Regions from separate parts of the Mus musculus genome. Here all the other regions are linked to region 6. A link is a contact called in public HiChIP or PLAC-seq, capture Hi-C and promoter capture Hi-C data. All regions are on one chromosome and are shown on one strand. Each heading gives the region's core, a stretch centred on a gene start, on an enhancer-like site or on the middle of the called end of the contact. The rest is flanking DNA. Distances are from core to core; before and after follow the strand shown. Region 1 overlaps 5031425E22Rik (RIKEN cDNA 5031425E22 gene). Region 2 overlaps Srpk2 (serine/arginine-rich protein specific kinase 2). Region 3 has its middle 6.5 kb from the start of AI506816. Region 4 holds the start of Srpk2 (serine/arginine-rich protein specific kinase 2). Region 5 overlaps Srpk2 (serine/arginine-rich protein specific kinase 2). Region 6 holds the start of Pmpcb (peptidase (mitochondrial processing) beta). Region 7 holds the start of 5031425E22Rik (RIKEN cDNA 5031425E22 gene).

Region 1 (2,700 bases), core at 8-2,507, 1.7 Mb after region 6:
CAACAACCCAGGCCTTCTTTGGACACTGATGTTTTGCTGAGGCTACTGGAGATGGTAAACTAGCTCCTGTTTACTCTTTCTCAAAGTCCCAGAAACCCTAGTGCCCCGCGCCAAAACAGCAGACCTTAAGAGTCCACAGAAGGCTTACTGGGATTATGAAAGAGGCTCATTTGTTTTCAAACTGTGGTCCCTCCACCCAGAGTCATTCCACTCCCACGCCAGTGTCTGCGGCTTTGATTGCTAACTAACCATCCACCCACAGAGACTCTAACATTGACTGGGATCCTTCAAAGAGGCCAAGGTATAAAGCAGGAGGAAACTATTAAGAACAGTGTTAGGAGTTAAGGGTTGAACATCAGAACATCAGAGAAAAAAGGCAATTAATAGAAATCTCCTGCTTGGCCTAAACTGAAAGGGAACATGGGTATGGAAAGTGTGTGTGTGTGTGTGTGTGTGTGTGTGTGTGTGTGTGTCCTGCTGTTGGAAGGACTGCAGAATTTGTGTCCACCAAGACAGAACTTTCAGTGCTGTGGCCCAGCTTGGCCCAGGACAGCTCATAGCCCAAAGCGCTGTAACCAGGACGGCTGGCTGGCGTGTGAACCCCATTCCCTCCCGCTTTGTCTAGATTTCTTTTGTATGCTTTCACTGCCAGATTGAAGTTTTCCCAGCTGGAAGGCTTGGGATTTGCTGCGTATCCCCTGGGGAATAACTAACAGCAGCTGCCTTCTTCTTGCTTCTCCAGCTTAGAGGATCAATGGATGACACAAACAAAAGGTCCCCAAGAAGAGATAATGTCAGAACGCCTGTGCCAGCCTTCCAAAACGGTGAGGTATGGCAAAACTATGAGCCATAATTACCATTACAGCAGGGTCAGATAAGTGGGCTTTCTTGGAAAGCAAGAAACTTAAAAAGAAAAAAAAAAAAATCGCTGGGCGTAGTGCCTCAAGGAAGCCCAGATTCTTCTTTGTCAGACTCCCACAAACGGCACTCAAAGTTCTCATTGCAGTGTTTCTGACAGCTGTTTCCATTGGCTTTAAATAGAGGCAGCTTTAGGTCAGAAGTCTGACTGCCACTTAAGAGAGCCACTAGGAGTTTTGTGTGGAAAATGGGATCGTACTTTGCATCTTACTGATCAGAGCTGTGAAGGTTAAGTCATGAATATAAAAATGCTTAGTACAATGTCCTGACATTAACTAGGGCTCAATTAAAGGTTAACCAGTTCACAAGAAAACAAATTTGGCCTATCACTAAGGAAACAGAAGGGAATTTGAGACAACAGTCACATGTCTAACACATGGCACACAGGAATAATGGGCCTAGGGACACTTGGTCAAAGACTCTGGTCATTCACAGGTCATAATCACCCAGTGCTTTCCTGAAGTACATGGGTTCCTGGGGAGTGGGGCTGAGGAGGTAAAGTCTAAGTACCAAAGTCCTTGACTACCAATGCAAGATAAGGCTACAAACAAGAAATCTTTGGGGCTATTTCATGTACCTGGCTCGATTTAAGTACTATCTACCACTCTTTGTCTTGTTTTCTAAAGTCTACCATACAGTCAACTCTAACATGGAAAGGTCAAATTTAGATGCTGAGCACATGCAGTTTATCTAAGTGCTGTGACAGATGCAAAGAAAACCAACATGCTCCCAGGCTGCAGAAATGGTATGACTATCTCATTAAGCAGCAGCTTGTGGCATGGCTCTGCAGCTAAAGGCACTCTGTCTGCAAGCCTGGTGACCCGAGTTTGATCCCCAGAATTCACAGTAGGTTGGAGAGCAGATTCCAAACTTGTCCTCTGCCCCTTTCCAACTTAATAACGATGGTCCTAGAGAAATTAGAGTTATATCTAGGAATTATTCTTTCCCATTGAACATTGCTCTCATTCTCTCAACTAGCAGAATTAGAACACCTGCTTCTTTACCTTTATTAATATTGGCTATATCAGGCCTCAAGTATCTTATTACACTCAAGACCTTAGATTTGCAATATATAGAACTAGGCTCCTCCTACATTACTAGGCTCCTCCTACATTACTAGGCTCCTACTGTGTCAGGTGCCCACATTACAGCTCCTTTAGCTTTAGATGATCCCAAGCTGGCACTTCTATCTATCATCACTTTACACTAGGAACCTGAAACCTAGAAATACTGAGGAGCTACAGCGCAAAGGCCACAGCCTAGGTCATCTCTTGGCCAAGTGCAAACTATTGTAGCAGGAAAGGGTCTCTTTGGATGCAATGGAAAGCAAAACGAATTACACTGCGGTGGTAAACAATTTAATCTCTTTTAGCTAAAGATAAACTATGCTTTTATAAAGTAACCCACTAGAGGGCGCTAAATACACAAACTGCGACCAGGGCTTTGCAAATGTCAAGTCTCACACTGGTACAAGATATATAATCAGCTATGGCTTCAAGCCAAAAAGGCTCTCCTCAGAAGAAGCATGATGCATTTTATGATAAGGTGTTGTGTACCCTTGTCCCTCCAACTAAGGAAGAGAAGAACAACAAAAGACCTCAAGCCCCCCAAAGCTTGAAGCTGTATGTCGAGCAATTAATAATCTGTTTCTACTTGATACTGACTGCTGTACAAGGTGCCTTTCACTTAGGCGTTTTCTTTGCTGCATAGTGACAGAGAAAGTGCAAGTAACTTAGGTGGGAACAACTAGATTATCCAGTTAAGTTCACACCACAGTCTCTG
Region 2 (2,700 bases), core at 138-2,637, 1.8 Mb after region 6:
TCTGGGACTGGAGAGGTGTCTCAGTGTTGAGAGCATCTACTGTTCTTCTAGAGGACCTGGATTCAATTCCCAGGACCCACACAGCAGCTCCAACTGTCAGTAATTCCAGTTCCAGGGCATCTGACGTCCTCATACAGACACACATGCAGGCAAAACACCGATGCACATACTTTTTTTTTTTTTTTTGGTTTTTTAAGACAGGGCTTCTCTGTGTCACCCTGGCTGTCTTGGAACTCACTCTGTAGACCAGGCTGGCCTTGAACTCAGAAATCTACCACCTCTGCCTCCCAAGTGCTGGGATTAAAGGCATGTGCCACCACCGCCCGGCTCTTTTCAGTTTTAAACACACAGATGTGTAACATACCTTTAATCCCAGCACTTGGGAAGTCGAGGCAGGCAGATCTGAGTTTGAGGCCAGCATGGTCTACAGAGTGAGCTCCAGGAGAGACAGGGCTACACAGAGAAACCCTGTTTATAAAAACAAACAAAAAACAAAACAAAACAAAACAAACAAAAAGAAAGCAGGATTTGGGGCTGGAGAGATGGCTCAGAGGTTAAGGGCACTGACTGCTCTTCTGAAGGTCCTGAGTTCAATTCCCAGCAACCACATGGTGGCTCACAACTATTCTTTTTTTTTTTTTTTTTTTTAAGAATTATTTATTTAATGTATATATGAGTACACTGTAGCTGTCTTCAGACACACCAGATCCCATTACAGATGTTTGTGAGCCACCATGTGGTTGCTGGGAATTGAACTCAGGACCTCTGGAAGAACAGTCGGTGCTTTGTAACCGCTGAGCCATCTCTCCAGCCCCTCACAACCATTCTTAATGAGATCTGACTCCCTCTTCTGAAGTGTCTGAAGACAGCTACAGTGTACTTACATATATAATAAATAAATATTTAAGAGAAAGAAAGAAAGGAAGGAAGGAAGGAAGGAAGGAAGGAAGGAAGGAAGGAAGGAAGGAAGGAAGGAAGGAAGGAAGGAAGGAGAATTGTATAAACAAGGTCAACTATCTAATAAAACACAAGTTCTCTCTTGGTATAGCTGAAAGCAGACAGGTGTTCCCTTAGAGAGAAAGAAAACCCAAAACTACTACTACCAGCCAGAAGAGGATTGGTGTCTAGAAAGGTATGAGTTTGGTAATGGTGCAATGCATTTTAACTATGATGTCATTCAATAAATATACAATAAATAAAGAAAGCCCAGGGATAGGATTTCAGAGAGTAAGAGCAAGCCTAAAGGACAGATATAGTCTAAAGCATTGTATTTTCTCTTGAATATACAAGCATTAAAATGTAAGGGTTTCTCTTGCCCTCTCACTCCCTTCACAGTGTCTGCCAAAGAGCAAGCAGAGCAAGCAGACAAAGATGCAAAAGGGCACTTACTTTTTGGCAAATCTCCAGTACTAGAGGCTGAAACTGTCCTGCTTCTGTCATGGGAGGGACTGCTTTCCTCCTGCTCGGTAAGTGGCGATCCCTCTGAAATCACAGAGCCACAGGCCACAGGTTCTAAGGGCCCAGAAAACAACGGTGTGGGAAACTCTGAAGTCTTATGTTGTCCATTTGGCAATTCACCATTGAATTGTTCATAGGAGCTGCTATACGTGTAATCACTCTCTGCATTTGGCTCATCGAGGTTATACTCCTCGGGATTTGCACAGTCATCTTCATCGTCCTCTTCATCCTCCAGCTGCTGCTCCAGTGAGAACGGGCCATTTTCAATATGGCCATTGGCTTTCGGGGACTCCACCCAGGTAGGGTCTAAGTTTGCAAGTTCCTGTTCAACATCATCTTCATCCTTCTCCGCGTTCTCCTTCTCTGCATCTTCTTTCTCTTCCTGGTCTTCAACTTCACCTTAAAGAAGATGAGAGTAAGATCAAGAGTCATGGCTCTCCTTTCAAAGTAGTTCTAGTTAGGCCTCATACCAAGAGACCCGTTTTTTTATACTTTTCTAGTTGTTTTTTTTTTTTTGAGACAGGGTTTCTCTGTGTAGCTCTGGCTGTCCTCAAACTCAGAGATCTGGCGGTCTCTGCCTCCTAAGTGCCAGGATCAAAGGCCTGCACATGCACCACACCTGGCTAGGAGCCACTTCTAACGGACCTCAGAACATGTCTTTTGTTTGCCAAGGCAAGGGAGCTTTCTAAATCTTGTTTCTGCTCATTTAATAATGAGCCCTCTCATCAGGAACAAGTTAGCTCTGGGGGGTAGGGGGAATTACAAGTAAAACTGGACTTTCACTTCAAGCCCTTCTTTTTCTTTTTTGAAGATGTTTACTGTACCTGATCTTTAGTGTGTGAACCCCCTTACAGCTGGAGTTGTAAGTGGCTATGAACAGCCTGACACTGTTAGTACTGGGAACCAAGCTTGGTTCCTCTGCAAGACTACTGATCCATTTTTCCAGCCATTAACCCTTTCTTCTGCCATTTTAGAATAAGAGCTGTGCTGCATTAAAGTTAGGAAAAGGTTAATCACAAAATGAAGAAAGGGTCATCACAGCACTAACACGTTTCTCAGACATCCTCCTTCCCTCTCAAAGCCTACTTTGAGATGTTGGCATCCACCTGGCAGATATTTTGCTGCCCCCATCTCCACCGAGAAGCTCAAGAAAGCCGTCCTTAGTGCCAATGGCGGTGGCAGCTCAGATGCTCTAAGGCACTCTGTGGCTCAGAGATGAGCCCTGTGTGCAGCTCCCACACA
Region 3 (2,700 bases), core at 52-2,551, 2.0 Mb after region 6:
TTCATTTTGTGTCAGTGCATTTAGCTGATATAGATAAGCATAGGCATGGAGGAGGGTATGAGTGTGGAAGTGGAGACAGGAAAAAGATAGATAGGGCTATAACTGTCCACTTTCCAAGGTTAAGAGATCCCTAAACTGAAATAAAGAAGAAGACAAATTCTTACTCAAGGAAGCCAGTTGAAAAATAGATCAAAAACAGACAGGTAGATGACAGAAAGTATATGGGGAAGAAGATTGTGGGGGCTGGGGGGTGGAGAGATGACTCAGCACATAAGAGCACTTGCTGTTCTTCTAGAGGACCCCGTTTTGAAACCCAAACCTCAGTTGGCAGCTCACAAGTGCCTGTAGCTCCAGTTCCAGAGCATCTAACAACCTCTTCTTGCCTCTGAGAGCACATGGTAAACAGACAGCTATATGCATAAAATGCAAATAAATAAATCTAAAAATGAGGAGATAGACAGATAGGTAGATACCAAGAAAACAGACAGGAAGAAGGGGTCTAAAGTGGATGAAGGCATGACACAAGGTGGACAGGGATGATAATTGGGCCTCCTGTCTCCTTGCCAAGTTCTCCACTCTGTTCAGGACGACTAAATGTTGAAATGTGGACTCATACCAAAATAAAGGCAATGCATGGTGTTATGGAGGATAAAAAAGAAAATGGATGGATGGGGAGAGAGAGGGAGGAAGAGAGAGAGAGAGAGAGAGAGAGAGAGAGAGAGAGAGAGAGAGGCACTGACACTGGATGAGTTGGTATACACTTGTAATCCCGTCACTTGGGAAGCTAAAGCAGGAGGATTATGAATTTGAGGCCATCCTATGCTACAGAATGAAATCTTGTCTCAAAAGTGAAGACAAGGAGGAAGCAGAGGAAGAAGAGGTATAAAGGAGGAAAGGAGATTTTTTTTTAAAGATAGTGTAGCCAGAGGAGGTAGCATTGTCAAGGTAGATTTGCTAGGTGTCTCCAAGCCAAGAGAAGCATGGTCATGAGTAACCAGGTCCCAGGGTTCAGCAGCAAACTCCAGAGATGACACCAATCTGGGAACAGTGATGTCTTAATGACGTCACTGTCCTGAAGGCAGCTCACACCACAACTCAGGCAGATGTGCACATGGAGGACACAGGTCAATTATTCCCACCCCCGCCGTGAGCCTCTCCACCCTGACACACCGCAGATTCCATCTGAGGAGACACCAAACAGAAACACCAAGCAGAGGAAGCAGAAACCCAAACACTGGACCTTTTGTTGGGGTCTGAGAGTCACTTCACAAACCACAGGAACACCATCTCAGTCAGACTGGGATGGTTTACTGAACACACACCCTAGTGTTGATCAGATCAGGGACATAACTCAAAGTGTCTGAACTACAACAACAAATATCTCTCATATAAAGGAAGAAAAACCACAAAAACCACAATGAGCTCATATACAGGTGCAGGAAGTATTGCCTGGTGGTCAAGCTCTGACTCATAAATACACATAAAAGAAAAAAACATACAAAAAGGATTCAGTCATGAAGAGAGAACAATTCTAAATTCTTTCCACCAGTTCTGATCCTCACATGTCTTGTGAGAAATTTCCTAAGAGGCTTAATGGAGCAGATTCTCCCCTCCTTTTTCATGCATGTGTGTATGCATGCTGGGACATACTGTGTGTGTGTGTGTGCGCACATGCATATGGCAGCCACGGGACAGCCCTCAGGTGTCATCCTTAGAAGCATCTGCAAGACAGAGTGACTCTGGCCTGGAGCACGTTGGAAACAGGTGTCTTTCTCCTCCTTCCACCCTTCCATGGGTTCTGGGATTGAACTCTTCAAATACTGACCCACTGAGCCACCTCACTGCGCACTTCTCTGCCCTTCTTTCCTCTCTGTCCCCAGCCCTGCTGCTTCCCGATTATTCTCAGGGATCAGAAAGTTGATAGTTGCAACAATATATCTTCACATTGAATCAATGGCAGATGTGATTCCCTTCTCCAGCCCACCTCTCCATCTTCTATGTACCTTAGAAGTAGGAAGAGAAAACTTGTGACAAGTCAGTCTCTGTGGAAGGAGTGTCAAGAAAGCTGCCTCTTAGTTCATGTTGGTTTTCACTTAAAACTAAAATGAGGAGCTGCAGTCTCGTCTAATCAGTAAAGTATTTTCCCAGCAAGCTTGAAGACTGGATTAGAAACCTAGTACCCACATTGAAAGGGGGAGGGACAGTTTTTTTACAGAGGCACTTGTCTCTCACACCAGTGCTGGGAGGTATGGGGGGGCGTGGTGGTCTTGGTACTCATAGGCATGCACTAGGGGAGCCTGGGATGGTAACAACACAGGCTTGGTTCTTCAAGAGAAAGAATGTAAAATCAAACCTGTTTTCCTCCCAGGAGCCTTGAGCAGACATACTTTCTAGCTTGGTAACCTCTGTACAATCTGGGTGGCTGAAGACTTTCTGATGCTGGATGCTCCTCCAGAGCCATTCTTGTAAATTTGTTTTTCCTCAGGCAAGCAACAAAACCTCCTGTTACGGAAGGTGTCACACGTACTTTACAAAGAGTTTTGATGTAGTTTCTTTGTTCCACAAAGAGATGTAGGTATGGTCCTGCAGTGGTGGCCTGTGGGAACTATAAGGGGCCGGGGAAGGAGGAGGGAGGGAGGATAGCCTACGTCTGGCCAGAGTTCCTCTTATGCTCTGGGTAGGTGGATGTGGGAGGACTGT
Region 4 (2,700 bases), core at 167-2,666, 1.9 Mb after region 6:
ATATATCCACATCTTAGGAAATCCTATACATACAGTCAAGTTATATTCAATTTTGAATGAAGACAATCCTGCCAGTTTTCCTAGATGTCACCAAATGTGTGGGAAATCCCTGCTGGGCCAATACAAATTATAACCACCACCTAAGAGAGCAGAGGGTTATCCCACCCCTTGCAAAATAAAGATAGACAAATATTTCGTAATTTTATTAAAGGCGAATTCTGTCTTTCTCTATAGTACCAAAGACACCACACAAATTTCTTGCGCAAAAGGAACAGCGAAGCAAACAATGTGAGCAAAGATGTTGATAGCTGGTCCAGCAAACCCAGAGAGAGAGGAAAGAGAAACACGCGGCGGCGCTCTGACGCCTAGGAAAACCCAGCTCTCGGGGAAAGGCTTCTCCGACAGCAGCTGCCCAACTGGGCTGCAGGTCCAGGCTGGAGGTGGCTGGCGCTGGCACATTTGAAATATCATAGTCGGTGGATCCAGTCCGGAGCACCACGCGGGACCCGCCCGCGCACACACCCACAGCCCACTGCAGCAAGCGACCTGGGCGCAGCCGCAGCACGCAAGTAACGCTCGACCCGAGCAGAAAGTTTCGAATGAAAAACCCGAGCGCCGAAACGCACCGGTCCCGGAGCTGAACTCACGCCAGGAACAACGCCCGGAGCCAAACCACTTGACAAGCAGCTCGGGTTTTCAGCTGGCTGGCCCAGGCGGGACCGGGAGGTGGCAGAGGCGGCAGCGCACTGGCTCCCGCAGCCCAGGTGTCAGCCGCGCCGCCGCCTCCCTCCCGTGCCCACTATCCGACCCGTGCGGTACAGGCACTGGGGTGCGGATCAGGGATGTGGATAAGGGGCTCAGGATACGGATCAGGGACGCCGATCCGGGGCGCGGGATGAGGATCGGGGACGCGGGGCACGGGGCACGGGGCGCGGGGTCGAGTGCAGAGCCCGGGCGGCTCGCAGGCTGACGGGCCAGGTCGCGGCTCCGGAACCCGCGGCCGCGCGCCCCTCCCCCCACCCCTCCCCCGCCGGGGCACGTAGAGCCGGCGCCGCGTCCCGGGAGACCCACCGCCCGCGGCCCGGGGACCGGGAAGCTCTGCCTGCGCGGCCGCAAGCAACATTCAGCGAGGCGGGGCGGGGTCGGGACCAAGCGCCGCGCGGACTCACTTTTTCGGATGTTTCTCTCTTTTCGGCCTCCGCTTTCGGGCCTGAATGGCCAGCACTGGGGAGAGAGAAGACACATTAACGGTCGGGTTGGCCGCCTGCGTGCCGCGAGGCGGGGCGGGGGCCGCTCGCGCCGCTCACCTTTCCTGGAGCTCATTCCGACTCGGGGCAGCCAGGCGGGGGGCTCCGCGGCGGAGGCGGCGGCGACGCGACAGTCAGCCGCACCGGGATGCAGCCTCCACTCGCTCGCCGGCCGAGGAGGCGGGAACCGCGCCTGCGCCGCCGCGGCCTCTCCCGCGGGGGCCAATGAGACCCGCCCCCGCGGCCCCGCCCCGCAGCCCCGCCCCCTCCGCGCCCCCCTCCGCAGCTCTGGAGCACGGGGGTCCGGACCCCGGCCGCGCCCTTATCACTCGCTCGGCGGCCCACCTGTGCTGAAGGGCGGTTGCGCGCTCACGGTTCCCCGCGCCCACGGCCCCCTCGCCCACGGCCTCCCGCGCCCACGGCCTCCACCTCCTTGCTTTTACGGCCGCCGCAGGCCACCCGTTCCCGGGCACTAGGCCCAGCCGCCGACCCTTCCTCCCAGCCACCGCTCCGCACCCCGGCTGGTCGTGCCGCACGCCTCTCCATGCGCTCTTCCTTGGCCAGCGCCTTGGCGGGTCTCTCGCCACCTCTCTCAGGCGGCCTCCTCTATCCCTTTGCATCTCTACATCCTTGCATCCCTATGAGCGCCGCTTCCTCCTCTCCGGCGGGCGTGGAAAGGGCACAAGACCAAGAGCTGAGGAACCTGGGTCCTTGAGTGTCTGTGTGACCTTGGAGAAGTGATTTTCCTCTCTTTTCCTACTCCATTAGGCTGCGTGAGTTTAACGAAGGAAAGATGCACACAGCTTAAATGGAAAGTTTGTCACAGAAAGCCTAATTTTCTAAATACCATGAGATAAGAGCCTAAAACAGCAATCATGCCAAAAAGTGATTTTTTTTTTCTTCCTCCTATAATGGGGAAACTAAACCCTAAATAGGTCAAACAGTTCTACCAGCCTGTATTTCTATTCAGGCCTGGCTGGTTTCTCTTTCTGCCTTCCCAGGCTACCTGGTTTCTCTTTCTACCTTCCAAGGCTATCTAAGATGCAAATCACGCTGACTGACACGTAGTTACCACTTCAGTGTTCTCTTGTCTCTTTGAACAATTACAGTATCTTAAAGATACTGGTCCTGAACACTCAGTCCTTCATTGGTTACAATTGTATCGTTGAGTTACAACTGTATCACTGAGTCTTACTCTAAAGATGTCCCAACAAACAGGAAAGGCCGCTCCAAGTTTGAAAAGATTTTACTTTCTCCATTTTTTTTTTCAAAAAATCTGAAACATACAAGAAAAATGCAGTAATCGGCACTATTAACCCACATTCACTAGGTTTTTTTTAAACGTTTCTCCACAGTTGCTCTGTGTGTGTGTGTGTGTGTGTGTGTGTGTGTGTGTATGCATATGGTGTATTTTGCTGAGTCATTCAGTAGTTTGCAGACTGTTACCCTCCAC
Region 5 (2,700 bases), core at 155-2,654, 1.9 Mb after region 6:
TCTGTAACTCTAATTTCCAGGATATCTAACACCATCTTCTGGCTTTCACTGGCACACGTGTGGTACACCTACATACGTAGGAACAAAACACTCACATACATAAAAACTAAATCGTTTTAAAAGATGCTATCAATTGTATCTAATCCTTTTTTCAGATAAGCAAGTGGTCTCTTAGCACTCCAGCCCATACGTTTAAATGCTTATACTTTCTCTTCCTCCGTGGTGTGTCATGAGGCTAGTTTTACTGTGCATTTAAGGAGAAATAGCATTGCCTATGCTCCCAAAAGACAGTCTGCATTCTCTCTTCTCTCACTCAGAATCACTAACACCCACATACATCCCTGACAAGGTACAGGAGCAAATCACAGGAGCTGATGATCCTATTTTACTAACTACCTCTCCTCACCTTAACGCTTCTGACACAGCAGTTCTCAGCCTGTGAGTAGCAGCACCTTTCCGGGTTGAATGACCCTTTCACAGAGGTCATCTAAGACAATCAGAAATAGCAGATATTTACATTACAACTAATAACAGGAAGAAAATTACAGTTATGAAGTAGCAACGAAATAATTTTATGGTTGGGGTCACCACAACATGAGGAACTGTGTTAAAGGGTTGCAGCATTAGGAAGGCTGAGAACCACTGTTAGAACACAAAATTTCAACTGGCTTAGGGCTGGGAAGATGGCTCAGTATACCAGGTGTTTGCCATGGAAGCATGAGGACCAGACCTCAGATCCTAGCGCCCACACAGAAGCCAGGAGAATGTGGGCCTCTCTGCAATCCCAGATCTGTAACAGAAACAGAGTCATCTCTGATGGAAACTGGCAAGACAGGTTCAGCTGGAGATCCTGCCTTCATTAGTAAAGTAGCGATCAGTCAGGGACAACCACTAGCTTCCACTCACACCCACACACCTATACACTTCCACATATACAAGGGCACACACATGACGTTTTCCAATTCAACACTTTTTAAAAAGTGAGCTACAAATATGAAATGAACCAATTTTTAATGTATTTAACAAAATATAAAAATTTTAATCGGTAAAATTTCTTTAATGTTTCTCATTTTATAAAACCTGCTAGGGGCTAGCAAAGTAACTTAGCGGCTTAAAATGCTCGCTGCTGAGGCGGACCATCTGAATTTGATCCTCAAGAAAAGAACTGAATCCTGCAAGTCTCTCCTTGATCTCCACAAACACACCGCACATGCTCACATGTGAGCACACACAATAAAGAAGTATAGAAAAGAAACAATAGTTTGTAAGAGTAATAACACTTTTTTAAGAATAAACAAAACAATACCCGGAGCATGCAAAGGCATGCCTGTAATCCCAGCAGTACAGAGGCTGAGGCACTAGGAGCGTTCCTGCTCAGGCTCGACTTGCAGGCAGAGACCTGTCTCAGGAAACCAAACCCGGGCAGGGAACGGAGCTCAGCTGCCACGGTGCTTGCCTAGAGTCCTTTCCAGCCCTGCAAAAATCTGCACTCCCAGCACTGGACAGGCATAAGCAAAGGAACCAAAGTTAATGTCATTCTCAGTACAGAAAATTCAAAGCCAGCTGGGACCCTATCTCCAAAACAAAAATTAGTACTATCCTGAGATTAAAACGCAAATTCTCACAAATAGCAACCAGTAAGGTTACTTCTACCACAATGAAAGCCAATAAGCAAGTTAAATATATCTTATAGTCGAGATAAAAATCAGTAATATTTTTACCATTTAATTATTTTAGCTTTTAAACTAATTTCACAAAAATATTACAAAAGCTTATCTCCCATCAGAAGCTACACAATGGCCCTCAAGACCAGGCAGTGGTGGCACATGCCTTTAATCCCAGCACTCGGGAGGCAGAGGCAGGCAGATTTCTGAGTTCGAGGCCAGCCTGGTCTACAGAGTGAGTTTCAGGATAGCCAGGAATACACAGAGAAACTCCATCTTAAAAGCTTATACCTACGTCTATTCAGTAGAAAAAAACAGACAATGTTGCTAAGACAACACACAAAGTGGGCTGAAAATAGAACTACTAACGTAAACAGCTGGAACCGAAATTGTAAGGATAAGTCTCCAGGGTTTTATGAATTCAGCAACAGATTCTTAAGATACATTTAAAAAAAAAAAAAAGTATAGGCAAGGCCTTCCTGATGATCCAGTGAAAAAATCAGGAAGCTATATATCCTGAGAATTTTGCCCACCCTCACCATCTCCTAGCTCCAGACTTGCAGCTCATGTGCTGGCTCTCCCTAAAGAAGACTGTTACAGAGAACAACTGACTTAAGAGGCCCACAACCTGGGGCTGGCTAGTCGGCTCAGTGGTGAAGAGCACTGACTGCTCTTCTGAAGGTCCTGAGTTCAAATCTCAGCAACCACATAGTGGCTCACAACCATCTGTAATGAGATCTGATGCCCTCTTCTGGTATGTCTGAAGATAGCTACAGTGTACTTACATATAATAATAAATCTTTGGGCCAACCAGAGTGAGCAGAGGTCCTAAATTCAATTCCCAACAACCATATGAAGATTCACAACCACATGTACAGCTACAGTGTACTCATACATAAAATAGATAAATCTTTAAAAAAAGAAAAAGAGAGAGAGGTCCACAACCCAAATGACATGTTTACAACCCTACTCAGGTACAAGAGAGGGCAGAAGATTTTAGGAGCTGGAGGATGCTTCTAGGTAGTATCTTCTATAC
Region 6 (2,700 bases), core at 57-2,556:
CAAGAAGTCAGAGTGGAAAGTCAGAGGCAGGAACCAAAGGTGACATGGAGTTCCTGGTTTGGACGTTTGACTGGTTGTCACCATTACAGCTACAAACTGACAATGAGGCGCCCAAGGGATTTTCCTGTCTTTTTGGCTTTTCGAGACAGGGTTTCTCTGTGTAGCCCTGGCTGTCCTGGAACTCACTTTGTAGACCAGGCTGGCCTTGAACTCTGAAATCCGCCTGCCTCTGCCTCCCGAGTGCTGGGATTAAAGGCGTGCGCCACCACGCCCGGCCCGGATTTTCCTGTCTTGTTGTTAAATGGTGAATAGTTAAAAGAGGAGGCTGGGTGGGAAAAGGATACCTGAACGATAATGTAAATTAGGTATTAGGCAACAAGGGGTCAAGTTAGACAGAACTCCAACTTCTAAAGTTACAGCGCACACTCTTTAGTGTTAAACAGCCTGTTAGGCAGCCAATACCTCAGTTCCCACTGTAAAATTAGCAAAGTAATAGTCGCTTCCTCACAGAAAAGAGCTTGCTAGGGGCTTGCAGGCAGCTCAGCGGGTAAAGTCACTTGCAGTGCAAGCCTGTCCACCTGAGTTCCACCCCCAGAATTCATGCAAAGGTAGAAGGGGCAACTGATTGCATAAAGTTGTCTTCTGACCTCCACAAGCTTGGAGTGGCATGCACCCACCCCCTCCCCATAATAAGTTAAATAAAAAGCTTTAATTTTAAAAAGTGCTTGCTATTTTCGTTAAGCCTCAAACCCTGGGACAATTGGCTAAAGTGGCTATTTGACAAATTTTAGTTTCATTAGAGTGTATGTGGATAAAGAGGCACCCAGGAACGGGTAAGAGCAGTTTGTTTTGGCAGAGCCCTAAGACGTGGAAGTAAATAACATTAAATCATGGTAACAGAATGTAAGATTATGTTTGTAAAGCGTCTGTCTTTTAGTAGCAATCTCGGCAAAGGTATTCCTATGGAATAGAATAAGCAACGCTATAAACATTAGAACAACGAAGACCAACATGATAGATCCTTCAATGTGTCTGTCCCTCCCGCACTGGATCTCTCTGATTAACTCCAACCGCCTGGGGATACATGTTCCGTTCACTTTGTCCCTTGTGTGTCTTGCACATCATTTCTACAGACCTGATTATTTGGAGCGAACTGGGGAGGGAGTCAAAGGGTGAAGGGATTGAGGGTTCTAAGCCCAGACACAGAATCAAAGGAATTTCAGAGACTGCAATTCCTGCTGCCGCCACAGGGTGGAGCCAGCCTCTAGTTCTGGGGCCTGGAGTCATGACCCGGAAGTACATCTCCACTTTCTCCACCGCAGAGATGGCGGCGGCCGCTCTATCCCGGACGCTGTTGCCAGAGGCCCGGCGGCGCCTGTGGGGATTTACACGAAGGCTTCCGCTTCGCCGCGCCGCTGCTCAGGTGAGTCTCGCTCCGCCGTGCCCCGGCGGCTCCCGGTGTGCTTTGGGCCGGGCCTCCGGATCCGCTATCCCGGGGCGCTGCGGCCGGGCGCAGAGGGGGCGGGGCGGCTGCTCCCCCTCCACGCCACCCGCGGGAGGTAAGAAAAGGAGCCGTGGACCCCCAAACCAGACAGCGCCATCCTCAGCCCATGGACACCCAAACCAGACAGCGTCAACCTCAGTTCATCCGAGTTTTATCCCAGCGTTTTCCTTATTTGAGAGTTGTCTTGCTCCAAAGGGATCTCTCTCTCTCTCTGTGTGTGTGTGTGTCTGTCTGTCTGTCTGTTAGTTTGCTATTACCAATGTTATTGTATGTCGGGCTGTTCTCTCTCGAGAAAAGGAAACTAGGACAAGCGCTTTATGAATTTGAAGTTGGGTTTGCTTTTGGTTTTGATATTTTGAGACATCGTTGTTACACAGGGTTTCTCTGTGTAACATCTCTGGCTGTCCTGGATCTTGCCCTGTAGATCGGGCTGGCCTCAGATCCGCCTGCCCCTACACAGTAGGGCACAGTCAGGTCATGGTGTATTATTTGATCAGGGAGCAGAAAGCCTTTGGGTCACAGAAGCAGGACAGTGCGGGCTCGTACACATTTCTTAAGTACCTGTGGCTGTGGCTGTGAAGAAACCACGACCATGGCAACTCTTATAAAGGAAGACACATTAGCTGGGGCTGCTTACAGTTCAGAGGTTTCGTCCATCATCATCAGAGCAGGAAGCATGGCAGAGTGCTGGCAGACGTGGTGGAGAAGGAGCCAAGAGTTCTACATCTGGGTTGGCAAGAGATAGACACAGACAGACAGACAGACAGATAATGGACCTGGCTTGAGCATTTTAAACCCTATAACCCACCCCAGTGGCACACTTCCTCCAACCTTCTAGTAGTCTCTCTCTCTGATGACTAAGTGTTCAAATCTGTGAGCCTCTGTGGTCCATTCCTATTCAAACCACCACTGTGTCTGGCGGTTAGGTCAGTCTCAGGTTTTTGGGTCAGGGTTTAGGAAATACGTTTTTCTCATTTCAATATGAAAACATGAAAAAGCTGCTGAAGCGTCTGTAGTCAAACCAGTTGGCCCGAGAGCCTCTGAAGCATCTGTCCTGTTTCTGTCTGTCCTTTGTGAACAGGAGCATCCCGTCTGTCTCACTTCTACACAGTCAGTTTTGTATTGTTATTTCAGTTTCTTGACTTTTTGTCCTTAGTGAATATGAAGCATCTGTAGGAGAGGTAGCTGAATCAGGG
Region 7 (2,700 bases), core at 50-2,549, 1.7 Mb after region 6:
TAGTAGGCATTCATTTTCTCTCAGCACCAAATACAGTGTTTTGTTGAAATAGTACCCAGGCAGAGCCTGTAATCCTAGCAATAGGAGGGTGGGCAGGAGTATGAGTTCCAAGCTAGTCTAGGCTATTAAATAGCAAAACCCATTCGAGCCCTCATTCCCATCCCTAAGTCCCACTAAAAATACGTTTTATGCTATTGCAAATGTGCTTTAAAGACGCAGGATAGAGAGCTTTAACGAATATTTACCAGAAGCATTTGTAATTCCATTTTTTATTTTTAAAAGGACGACAAAATGCAACGTGAAGTATAGAAAATGACCTTTCAGTTTCATACAGAACAAAATACTAAAATTACTAAGAATACTTATATTTGAAAAGGCAACCCTCACCAGTAAGATTACTTAAACTCTCTCACGGGATGTACAGACAGGGAGGGTAATGAACACAAAGAATCTAAGGAGAAGGTTTGACAGGGCCCTTCCGTTCAGACTGTGATGCAGTCCTTAATCGCTGTCTGCCTAGAAACCCTAAGTGTTCCTGGGTGTTATTCACTTGCTTTCAAACTCTGAGAATGCTGTAGTCTTCTATTCAGACCCCCCAAACTTTATGTTTTGTCTGAAATAATCAACACTCCTACCTGTGGTGCCTTCAGAGCCTAACCTGTCCTTGTTACCCATACCAGTGACACTCAGGGCCTCCTAGTTGGCTTACAGGAGGGAACTGCCACCTTACGTAAGCATACTTTGCAAGGAGAAAGGCAGATATAAGAAGGCGTCAAACCTTCTCCTCCACCAGTGGCTGGCACACCCCGAAAGGAGTGTCCTTTCAGGGGCTCCCCCCCCCCCCGCAGCAGTTCTGCTGCGGGGAGTGGGGGAGGGGAAGAGCTTTCAAACAGTCATCTCTTCCTCTTCGGGCAGCCAACGCCGACCGCACCACCATCTCCTCCGCCCAAACCCGGTCCCCTCCCCCGCCCTGCCTGGGTCCCCGCCAAACCCCACAGGAATGCAGCCGGTCACATGCGCTGCGGCGGCGGTGGACGTGCCTCTCCCCCCGCGCCCCAAGGAGACCCAGCGCCATCTTGCCCTGACGCAGTTACAAAAGTCACAGGAGAAATTGCGCCTCCACGGCCGCACCAGCGCCCCAAAGTCTCGCAGAGGCCGAGCCAGGGCCCTCACCTCGCGCAGGGAGAGGAGCAAAAGGTCGGGGAAGAGCCTTGCGACTTCCTTCGGCACTGCTTGGGTTCCACAGAAGACGCGGCGACAACGATCACCGTCATCACTTCTCACTCTCTGCCTTTGCAACAGCCACCCCCGACGACTCTGGCCCCACCCGCTGCTGCAGCATGAGGTCATCGTCAGCCAATCCCTACGCGCCCGACAGAAATCACCAGACGCCGATTGGCTGCCGACACCGCCTCTGCCTCTCCCCACTCCTCTTACGGAGCACCCAAGGTCGTGCTGCGGGCCAAGAAGACGGAAACCGCCATTCCGGGGAAAGGCCCCCAAAGCCAGATCCGTAATCGCTGTGTGATTTTAGTGGAGAACCCTGTTTTGTTCCTTGGCCTCCCCTTTTCGGTTCGAGAAACCAGCTCTGTCCCTCCCTCGTTTAATCACCGCCACACAAACGAACTCCCGCTCCCCGCCCAGCACACTGTCCCGCGGCGGGGAATCCTTCCCCGGTGCTAAGAAGTATAGGAGGCGGCGGCAGCGACTGCACCGGCAGCGGCAACGGCAGCTTTTACCCCATACACGGTGGCAGGGAGGCGGCGCTGACGATGGCTGCAATTTTTTCTGCGGCTTCTCCCCCCGACCTCTTGCGTTTCTCGCTCCTCCATCGAGACAGCGCGGGACTCGCCAGCTCCGCTTTTATCCGGTGCCCGGAGCCTGCGCACTGGAGCCTCCTCAGCCACTAGTGGGCGTCGAGTGACAATCCGACCGGGCTCACCCTGAGCTGGCAGGCCAGGCCGGGGGGAGGGGGCTGCCGGGACTGAGGCTGCTTGGGGGGTAGGAGCAAGTGCATCACCTTAGGAAGTGATGGGAGGGGGGTCGTCCCCGTCCCTGCTGTCATCCTTCTACCCACTAGTAGCATCCTCACGCTCACCTACATCCAGGCTTGAGGGCTACTCGGGGACAACGGGTAAAGAGCCAAGCCCACCAGCTAGCAAGACCTCCCCAACCGTCGGCGGATGGATGAATGCACCTGTTGTGGGAAAGACGGAGTGTCTGGCCAGCTCGCGGCCTCTAGCGTGACGTCTCCACGCCTCGGCGGAGAGGCCGCGTCGGGCCGCAGCCCATAACCAAGATGGCGGCGAGTAGCTTCGTCCCCTCCCCCCTGCCCCTGCGGAGCGGGGCGGGCGGGCCCCGTGCGCTTGCCGCCGCCGCCGCCGCCGCTGCCGCCGCCGCCGCCGCCGTCGCCGCCGCCATTTTCCCAGAGCGAGAAGCAGTGACACTGAGCGGGCGCAGGGGGCCGAGTCGGAGATCGAGCCTGCGTTCGGGAGCGGCAGCAGAGGGGGCATAGACACTCGGAGCAGCCTCAGCGTCTCCTCGTCATTCCTGCCGTGGCCCGCAGTGCCCGACTCTTGGGTTCCCACTGAAGACGCTGCGCGCTGCTGCTTGGGGAGGGGGTGTGGAGTCGGTTCTGCGACCGCAGTGGCTGTCGTCGGGGGTCGACCGAGCGCTGAGGTGTGGAGAACCTCGCCCGGG

The links. Promoter capture Hi-C pulls out the DNA fragments that hold promoters and counts their contacts. HiChIP or PLAC-seq counts read pairs in DNA pulled down with a chosen protein or histone mark. Capture Hi-C pulls out chosen DNA fragments and counts their contacts.
Region 1: a promoter capture Hi-C map of liver shows a contact between it and region 6, with 5 times the contacts expected there. The contact joins the enhancer-like site here to the promoter of Pmpcb in region 6. A contact is called at or near these places in 10 of 39 promoter capture datasets (the 3T3-L1 cell line, the C10 cell line, cranial neural crest and 5 more), 3 of 115 datasets of contacts at active chromatin or transcription factors (astrocytes, craniofacial prominence and embryonic stem cells) and 1 of 9 other capture datasets (embryonic stem cells).
Region 2: a promoter capture Hi-C map of 3T3-L1-derived adipocytes shows a contact between it and region 6, with 6 times the contacts expected there. The contact joins the enhancer-like site here to the promoter of Pmpcb in region 6. A contact is called at or near these places in 10 of 39 promoter capture datasets (3T3-L1-derived adipocytes, the SN4741 cell line, cranial neural crest and 6 more) and 1 of 115 datasets of contacts at active chromatin or transcription factors (astrocytes).
Region 3: a contact with region 6 is called in an HNF4G HiChIP or PLAC-seq map of pancreatic cancer cells. The contact joins the enhancer-like site here to the promoter of Pmpcb in region 6. A contact is called at or near these places in 2 of 39 promoter capture datasets (hippocampal neurons and pre-B cells) and 3 of 115 datasets of contacts at active chromatin or transcription factors (embryonic stem cells, large pre-B cells and pancreatic cancer cells).
Region 4: a contact with region 6 is called in a promoter capture Hi-C map of embryonic stem cells, with 5 times the contacts expected there. The contact joins the promoter of Srpk2 here to the promoter of Pmpcb in region 6. A contact is called at or near these places in 5 of 39 promoter capture datasets (the 3T3-L1 cell line, cranial neural crest, embryonic stem cells and 1 more).
Region 5: a contact with region 6 is called in a promoter capture Hi-C map of embryonic stem cells, with 4 times the contacts expected there. The contact joins the enhancer-like site here to the promoter of Pmpcb in region 6. A contact is called at or near these places in 8 of 39 promoter capture datasets (the 3T3-L1 cell line, 3T3-L1-derived adipocytes, embryonic stem cells and 4 more) and 1 of 115 datasets of contacts at active chromatin or transcription factors (astrocytes).
Region 7: a contact with region 6 is called in a capture Hi-C map of embryonic tail, with 6 times the contacts expected there. The contact joins the promoter of 5031425E22Rik here to the promoter of Pmpcb in region 6. A contact is called at or near these places in 7 of 39 promoter capture datasets (the 3T3-L1 cell line, cranial neural crest, embryonic stem cells and 4 more), 9 of 115 datasets of contacts at active chromatin or transcription factors (the NIH/3T3 cell line, astrocytes, cardiomyocytes and 4 more) and 1 of 9 other capture datasets (embryonic tail).

The regions. Positions count from the first base shown.
Region 1 is chr5:23,413,629-23,416,328 of GRCm38.p6, forward strand. All of the region lies in intron 1 of 5031425E22Rik (RIKEN cDNA 5031425E22 gene), which reads right to left. Among named protein-coding and RNA genes, the nearest start is that of 5031425E22Rik, 18 kb to the right of the region's middle. Within about 2 kb of position 1,258, at least 155 of the 459 cell types and tissues checked have an H3K27ac peak or open chromatin away from gene starts, as enhancers often do. A contact at or near this core is called in astrocytes, embryonic stem cells and liver, where this site is marked.
Region 2 is chr5:23,522,759-23,525,458 of GRCm38.p6, forward strand. It overlaps Srpk2 (serine/arginine-rich protein specific kinase 2), which reads right to left. Exons shown (of 16, transcript NM_001359173.1): 11 at 1,390-1,857. Among named protein-coding and RNA genes, the nearest start is that of Kmt2e, 90 kb to the left of the region's middle. Within about 2 kb of position 1,388, at least 18 of the 459 cell types and tissues checked have an H3K27ac peak or open chromatin away from gene starts, as enhancers often do. A contact at or near this core is called in 3T3-L1-derived adipocytes, where this site is marked.
Region 3 is chr5:23,717,825-23,720,524 of GRCm38.p6, forward strand. No RefSeq gene overlaps it. Among named protein-coding and RNA genes, the nearest start is that of AI506816, 6.5 kb to the left of the region's middle. Within about 2 kb of position 1,302, at least 72 of the 459 cell types and tissues checked have an H3K27ac peak or open chromatin away from gene starts, as enhancers often do. A contact at or near this core is called in pancreatic cancer cells, where this site is marked.
Region 4 is chr5:23,674,551-23,677,250 of GRCm38.p6, forward strand. Srpk2 (serine/arginine-rich protein specific kinase 2) reads right to left here and starts at 1,417. Exons shown (of 16, transcript NM_001359173.1): 1 at 1,308-1,417; 2 at 1,170-1,224. The coding sequence starts at 1,323.
Region 5 is chr5:23,651,142-23,653,841 of GRCm38.p6, forward strand. All of the region lies in intron 2 of Srpk2 (serine/arginine-rich protein specific kinase 2), which reads right to left. Among named protein-coding and RNA genes, the nearest start is that of Srpk2, 23 kb to the right of the region's middle. Within about 2 kb of position 1,405, at least 19 of the 459 cell types and tissues checked have an H3K27ac peak or open chromatin away from gene starts, as enhancers often do. A contact at or near this core is called in embryonic stem cells, where this site is marked.
Region 6 is chr5:21,735,854-21,738,553 of GRCm38.p6, forward strand. It overlaps Pmpcb (peptidase (mitochondrial processing) beta), which reads left to right and starts at 1,307. Exons shown (of 13, transcript NM_028431.2): 1 at 1,307-1,423. The coding sequence starts at 1,325.
Region 7 is chr5:23,432,037-23,434,736 of GRCm38.p6, forward strand. 5031425E22Rik (RIKEN cDNA 5031425E22 gene) reads right to left here and starts at 1,300. Exons shown (of 3, transcript NR_165300.1): 1 at 1,174-1,300. Kmt2e (lysine (K)-specific methyltransferase 2E) reads left to right here and starts at 2,428. Exons shown (of 26, transcript NM_026984.2): 1 at 2,428-2,700.